2 separate regions of the Mus musculus genome follow, and region 1 is linked to region 2. The links are chromatin contacts, called in public promoter capture Hi-C maps. All regions are on one chromosome and are shown on one strand. The core of a region is the stretch at or near the end of the contact, and the rest is flanking DNA. Distances in the headings are between cores, read along the strand shown.

The links. Promoter capture Hi-C pulls out the DNA fragments that hold promoters and counts their contacts.
Region 1: a contact with region 2 is called in a promoter capture Hi-C map of embryonic stem cells, with 3 times the contacts expected there. The contact joins the promoter of Wee2 here to the enhancer-like site in region 2. A contact is called at or near these places in 3 of 39 promoter capture datasets (the 3T3-L1 cell line, cranial neural crest and embryonic stem cells), 2 of 115 datasets of contacts at active chromatin or transcription factors (embryonic hindbrain and embryonic stem cells) and 2 of 9 other capture datasets (embryonic stem cells and pancreatic islet).

The regions. Positions count from the first base shown.
Region 1 is chr6:40,441,356-40,444,531 of GRCm38.p6, reverse strand. Wee2 (WEE1 homolog 2 (S. pombe)) reads right to left here and starts at 1,669. Exons shown (of 12, transcript NM_201370.2): 1 at 1,348-1,669; 2 at 231-598. The coding sequence starts at 554.
Region 2 is chr6:39,779,365-39,782,771 of GRCm38.p6, reverse strand. No RefSeq gene overlaps it. Among named protein-coding and RNA genes, the nearest start is that of Mrps33, 30 kb to the left of the region's middle. Within about 2 kb of position 1,666, at least 194 of the 459 cell types and tissues checked have an H3K27ac peak or open chromatin away from gene starts, as enhancers often do. A contact at or near this core is called in embryonic stem cells and pancreatic islet, where this site is marked.

The DNA.
Region 1 (3,176 bases), core at 420-2,919, 660 kb before region 2:
GCCAATACCAAATAGTTACTGGCTGAGGGAAACAAGCAGGTAGACACTTCATTCTGTTTCATCGTGACTTTAAACTAGCCTTCATTTCCACTAACAAATAGGGAATTGAAGATATATCTAGCCTGTAAGGCAAGTTCATTGCATATATGTAAATGACAAAACCCTCTTCTCCCATCAGCTGACCCTTAGGAGAACAGAGACCTGGTCCCTCCTCTCCAGGGCTTACTCACTTTGGGAGTGGAGAAGTTGGTAGGGACTGGCAGCTTGCTCTTGCTGTGTAATACTGGTGTCTCTGGGCATTTGGGAGGGCCTGAAACTGATTTCCAAAGATCAGGACCTGGACTTTCCTTGTCTCTGCTCAGAGAAGTATGAAGTTCATCTCTGGTAGGAGGCACGGGACCCTCCAACTCCTCACTTTCTTCCCTCCCAGGCTTTTGGCTCTGGGCCCCTCCGATGTCTTGTGCAGTCATCTGCCCTTCACTCTCAGTGTCTTCTTCACAAAAGGAGAAGCTTAATTTCTTGTTCAGTCCCTGGTCAGTCTCTGTGTCGGCCATCTCAGTGCAGACAAGGAGGTCTCGGAGTGGAAAACACTATAAATCTACAGAGGTAAGGAGAAGAAAAAAAAAAAAAACCCAACCTGTTGCACAACGTCTGCTTGCCCTCCCCTCTACCCACCAACAGCTGTGAGACAGGCTGTGGATTTTTTTTTCCCCTTAAGCACCACACTTCTAAGGCCTCAGCATATCCTTATTTCCATTCTGATTAGGGAAATCTCCAGCAACTCTCCAAGCAATTATATCCAGGCCCTCTAAGAACTCTCCTGATGTCCCACAGAGTCTCCCAGTGGCCAATCGCTGGTGACACACTAATAAGATGGTTGGCTTCCTTTCATTTACGAAAAGTGTCCATTAGCCAATTGGGAAGCAAGTTCATTATCAGCAGGAAATGATTTTCTACCCTTTCACATCTGCGGTACTTAGGCACAATCTGTCCTCCGTCATGGCACACCTACCTCTCAGCTAGCAGCAGCAAGCTTACTGAGTCTCAGATTTACAACGGCTTCCCCTTCCTCTTCCATTCTCCCTCTCCCCACTGGTCCCTTCACAGCTGTTCCCACTTCTTCCCATCTCTAGCAGGAACTCATGGAGAGAGCAACCTACATGAAAACCGAGGAGTGAGAAATCCTACCCTCGGCTAAAGGCTTCCTCCTGAGGCAGCGCTTTGGCGGGTGGCCCACTAATGACCTTTCCTTTGTCTTCCTCAGCCCCACCCCCTCACACTGTCCCAGGTACTTGAACAGGCAGTGGGTGGGATAGCCCTCTCCGAATGTGAAGACTCAGTGCCCACCTTTATCAGAGGCTCAGCGTTCCACGGGTGGCCATAAAAAACCATCCAAGGGAAAGGAAGGCACAGGTTACCAACAGAGAAGTCACCATCAGCTGAAATTCTGAGCCCAGGAGCAGGTTCTTGGTTACAAGCCAGTGAACCAGGTGATCTGATCCTTTCCCCACCGCCTCCGAGTAGGTCAGTTCTCCCTTCCTCGCGTCACATCACTTGCCACTTCTTCTCTGGGCCAGCCGGTTGTTGGCCTTGCTCCCAACAGAATAGAGCCTGACATAAAACACCAAGTGTATCCTGGACCTGGAGGCGGGCTTAGCTAGCGCTGATTGGGTGGGTGCTTCCCAGGTAAATCAGATGATCATTGCTTACCACTGTGCGCCGCCTTTCCTCTCTCCCTGTTAGACTTCTTAATTACAAATATAATAAGTGACTTATGGCTAAATTGTTTGCCTGGGGAGGGAACTGGGTCGAGATCTTGTGTTGCCAATGGCAATTCTATTAGACTCTAACTCTACACTCTTCACCACTTGTCAGTTCCATGTTATTCTGGGGTTGAAATCCATGAGAACTGAACAGCCGCTGATTCCCCGTGACCCAAGGAGCGCCCTAGAGTTTCGCGTCTTGCCTCTGCCTGGGGCCTCACCACTTCCAGGGTCAGTTATACTTTGCTCTCCATTCTTTGCCTTCTCGTGCTCTGGAGCAGTCCAGCTCTGCTTCATCGCATCCATTCCACACATCCCTTAATAATCAGGGTAATTTGTTAATGGGGTCTATCAGTAGGAGCAAAAGGGGGCCTTTCCCTTAACACCTGACACACAGTAGATGTTCTGTCCACTGTTTTTGGATAGATTTGGGAGAATAGTATATCTCGGTTCTGTTTAAAAATAGTCAAATATTTCACTTTGAAAAACAAAACAAAATAATGACAAAATAAAAACAAAAACAAAACTGTGTTGCTGCCCAGAAAAATAACCAAAGATCACAAAAGTAAGATGTGTAGCAAGGATTCTGTCCTTGCCTTGCATTCATATCCCTAAGTCTCTTGCTTGGGGGTGGGGGTGGGGGTGGGGGTGGGGGTGGGGGTGGGGGTGGGGGTGGGGGTTGTCTCTTGTAAACATACTCCCAAGTGATAAGGAGAATCCACTCTGGTTCAGGGCCTCAGGAACACTGATGGGAGAAGCAGAAGCAGGAAGATCTGCCAGGCGGGACAAAATGATTTTGTAAGGCGTGATACCTGTTTTCACCACCGGAGGTAGCCTCCTCTTTTGTAAAGGTATAGAGTTACAACCTGGAAGGTGAGAGAAGTTGAGACCATATCACTCCAGGGAAGGTCATATAGACTGGAGGTCCCTCAGTCAAGAGAGAGAATTGTAAAAAATACCTCAACACAAATTCTACCACTTTATTTAAAATTGAATTAAGCCTGTCACTAAGAAAACACAAATTGTTATTTAGAATAGCCTATATTTAATGAGACTATTCCACTGGAAACCACTGGAAAGTCTGACTTCTCAGTAATATTTTTTTTTTACATTTTTCTTTTTAAGATTTATTTTATTTTGTTCGCATGAGTGCTTTGCCTTCATGTATGCATATGTAACATGTTCACATGTGTGGTGCCCATGAAGGTCAAAAGAGGGCATCAGATCTCATGGAACTGCAATTACAGATGCTTGTAAGCCACCATATGGGAACTGGGAGACAAACCTGGGTCCTCTGCCAAGAGCAACACACGCTCTAATCACTGAACCGCCTGTCTCTCTACCCCTATTTAAATTTTTTTTAATGAAATGATCAAATAAGACAGGCTAGTCTGACTGCATTATAACCTAGCC
Region 2 (3,407 bases), core at 417-2,916:
CAAAAAGAAAAGGACAGTATAGCCAGGCACTCAGGACGCAGGGACAGACAGCTCTGTGTAAGTTCCCAGCTAGTTTGGTCTATGTAGCAAGTTTCAGACCTGCCCAGCCTATATATAGTATTTCTTTTTCTATTTTGAAGTGTACTAATATGTAAGTACATTTCTGAACCGAACTGGATATGATATATATTTCCCAAAATAAAATAAAATAAAATAAAAGCTTGTTCTAATCTTCATGGTTTGGCCAACAGTGTCCAAGGCTCGCTCACCAGCACACAGCTTTTCATCAGCGCCTAGGAGCTACACACCTTAAATTACACCCTGAAATCAAAGCTTAACTGGAGGCCACCCCAGTTAGATCAAGTCTGACTGTTGGCAGGCTTGAAGATGGAGGATGAGGCTACCGTAGGCCAATGTAAACACAGGAGGTCCTGACCACTCTGCTAGTGGCTATCTGGGGGGTAAAGTCTATAGTCCCCTGACCCAGGCTGGAAAAGTGAGAAACTTCCAAGTCACACTGATGCTATCTCCCCCACATTCCTAATCTTCTAGGAATTTCAGGGCTGCCTCGCCTCTACCGCCTTGAAATGTTATCTCGTATGAAAAAAAAAGGAGGCAAGAAATGCTATGTCTGGTAGGCCGCTTGCAACTGCAGACTTTAAAAATCCAAGCTGGAAAACAGCCTTAGAGAAGTAGCTAAAACCCCACGCCGAGGCTGTTGACCAGTCTGGCGTGCCAGCGGCTAAGTATTTTACCCTCGGTCCCTTCAGGTACAAATCAAACCGGAGTTACATAGGACTCTTAACAAACATGCTCTAACAGGCACATGTGTGGACTTGTGAAATCTGTGGTCACTTCCTAAGGCCGGGCTCACAAAGCCAGTTCTTAACAAACATGACTAAGAGTAGTTCCTCTTAGTCATGACGCCTGCGTTTCACATAGGTTCCAGAGCGAGGTTTTGCTGGGAGCTGCTGAACCAGTCATTTAGGCTTCTTCTAAGAGTGGATGATTATGAAGGCATATCATAAGTGGAACTGAAAAGCAAATGAACGCATCGCCAACAAAAATACTTAAATAATTTAAATTGGCCTAAAAAAAAAAAAAACACTCACACACAAACAAAAAACAAAAGCAAAAGCAAAAAAGCAAGCCAGCCCACTGTGTCTGCTTCCCGGCTAGCTGACTCTCGTTCTGTACCCTGGGGCTCACAGTTTCCTCCGAAGGAGCTGTTTCTGGTTATTACAGGAAAGGCATTCATTCCCAGGCAGATCTCCCCTACAGTTTAGCTCCTCTGGCCTCACACCCGATGTGTGTTTACCCAGTGTCTCCCTGTCTCTGTGTGGTTGGTGTGTGTGTTTGGGGGATGGGGAGGGGGAGGGGGCGCGTGCGTCAAAGCCAGGACCTCTACCACTGAGTTACGTACTCAGGCCTCTTGTGCTTTATTGTACTTTAGTTTCTGTTGGTTTCCCTGCAAAAGGAGCGACAGAACCTTTTACAACAAACACCAAGCAGTCATATACCATCAGTCCTTAAATCCACGGATATCTTAGTCTCCTCTAGAAGCTCAGAAAGAAAACCAAGAGGAAGAAAAGGAGCACAGAGAACTAGGGGGTGAAAGGTCATTTGTCCGGGGAGGAGAATTTCCCAGTAACACCCCACCCCCTCCCCCCTGGCTTTCTGTGACCGGCAGCTCATCCTGCTGTCAGCAGACAGCCGCTCAAAGCGCTCCTGCTGAGATTTGCAGTCCAACTGGTTCCTAACAGGCAGCAGTTTTAACGACAAGAATCTTTACCTTTGCCTTCCAGACCCAGGAAGAGATAAGTCTGTGTGGCTGCAGGTTCCCCAGCCAGCTGCCTCTAACTCCCGCACTCCGGAGACTAAGGCAGGAAGATCACCAAGCCACAAGTCCGGCCTGAGCTGCACGCATACAACGCGAGACCCTGTCTATACGATTTCATTTTAAAAACAAAAGTTAAATATACACATACCAAAAAAGAAAGAAAGAAAAGAAAAATAGAAGGCTTTATTGAATCTTATCAAGTGGAGATAATGTTCTGAAGTTAAAAATAGGTTTGTAAAAGGGAGCTGGTGGGCACAGCACTCACTGCCCTTGCAGAGAACCCAGATCCAGTTCCTGTCCAGACGTCGCTCACAAGCATCTGTGACTCAAGTCTGGAGCCCTTTTCTGGCTTCCATGGGTCTAGACACACAAAATGATCGTACACATAAACTTTTTAGATATACAAAAGTAACCAGGCATGGTAGCCCATACTTTTAATCCTAGCTCAGGAGGCAGATCTCTGAATTCAAGGCCAGCCTGATCTAAATAACAAGTTCCAGGGATACACAGAGAAACCCTGTCTCAAAAATGAAAAACAAAAAACAAACACACACACACACACACACATACATATATATGTGTGTGTGTACATATATGTATGTGTATATGTATGTGTGTGTATATACATATGTATATGTGCAAGTTGGACAGTTGGTCCAGCTTGAAAGCACTGGCTGTTCTTCTGAAGGGCATGTTTGATTCCCAGCACCCACGTATTGGCTCACTATCATCTATAACTTCAGTTCCAGGGGATCCAAAGCCCTCATCTGACTTCTATGGGGTTCTAGGCACACATAAACATGCAGGTGAAATATTCCTAGACATAAAAAAATAATTCTTTAAAAACACAAAAAGGAACTGAAGGTATAGTATAGTTCAGTGGTAGAGCATGTTTTTAGTATGCAGAAGACCCTAAGTTCCAACCCCAACACCATTTTTTTAAGTAATTGAAACAAACACAAACAAAAGTCAAACAAACAAAACAGCCAGGCATGGATGGCAGCTCATGGTGGGAAAGCAGGGAGATTATGAGTTCAAGTGTTGCCTGCAGAGCAAAATTTTTGTCTCCAAATAAGGTGGGGGCAGATATGGAGCAAAAGGGCTGTGGCCGCAGTTCAACAGCAGAGTATTGGCCCAGCACACTTGCAAAGCTCTGGGTTAGATCCAAGGAAAAGGAAAAGGAAAAGAGGTGGGGGGTGGGGAGGGAAAAAGGAGAGAGGAAGAGGGGGGAGGGGAGAGAGAGGAAGAAACGAAGGGAGAAAGCTAGAAAGGAAGGAATGGCTTAAGTGCATAAAGATTTAAGTTTCTATCACTAAAAAGATACAGGGAAGTTTGCCGTATAAATAAATGTTTGATGATCGAGTCAAAGACACCTCCATTTTCACAGGGCAACAGACAAGATGATGACTGCAAATACAGTTAAACAACAAACATCTGGTAAAGTGAACAACTCCATTTAAGAATTGGAGAACCAAAAAACGAAAGCTGGAAATACAGTAAACTCTGCCAATTTACTAAAAGATGTGCTGAGATGTGGGTTTCTCAGCTAGCGTGGGGTTAGAGTGTC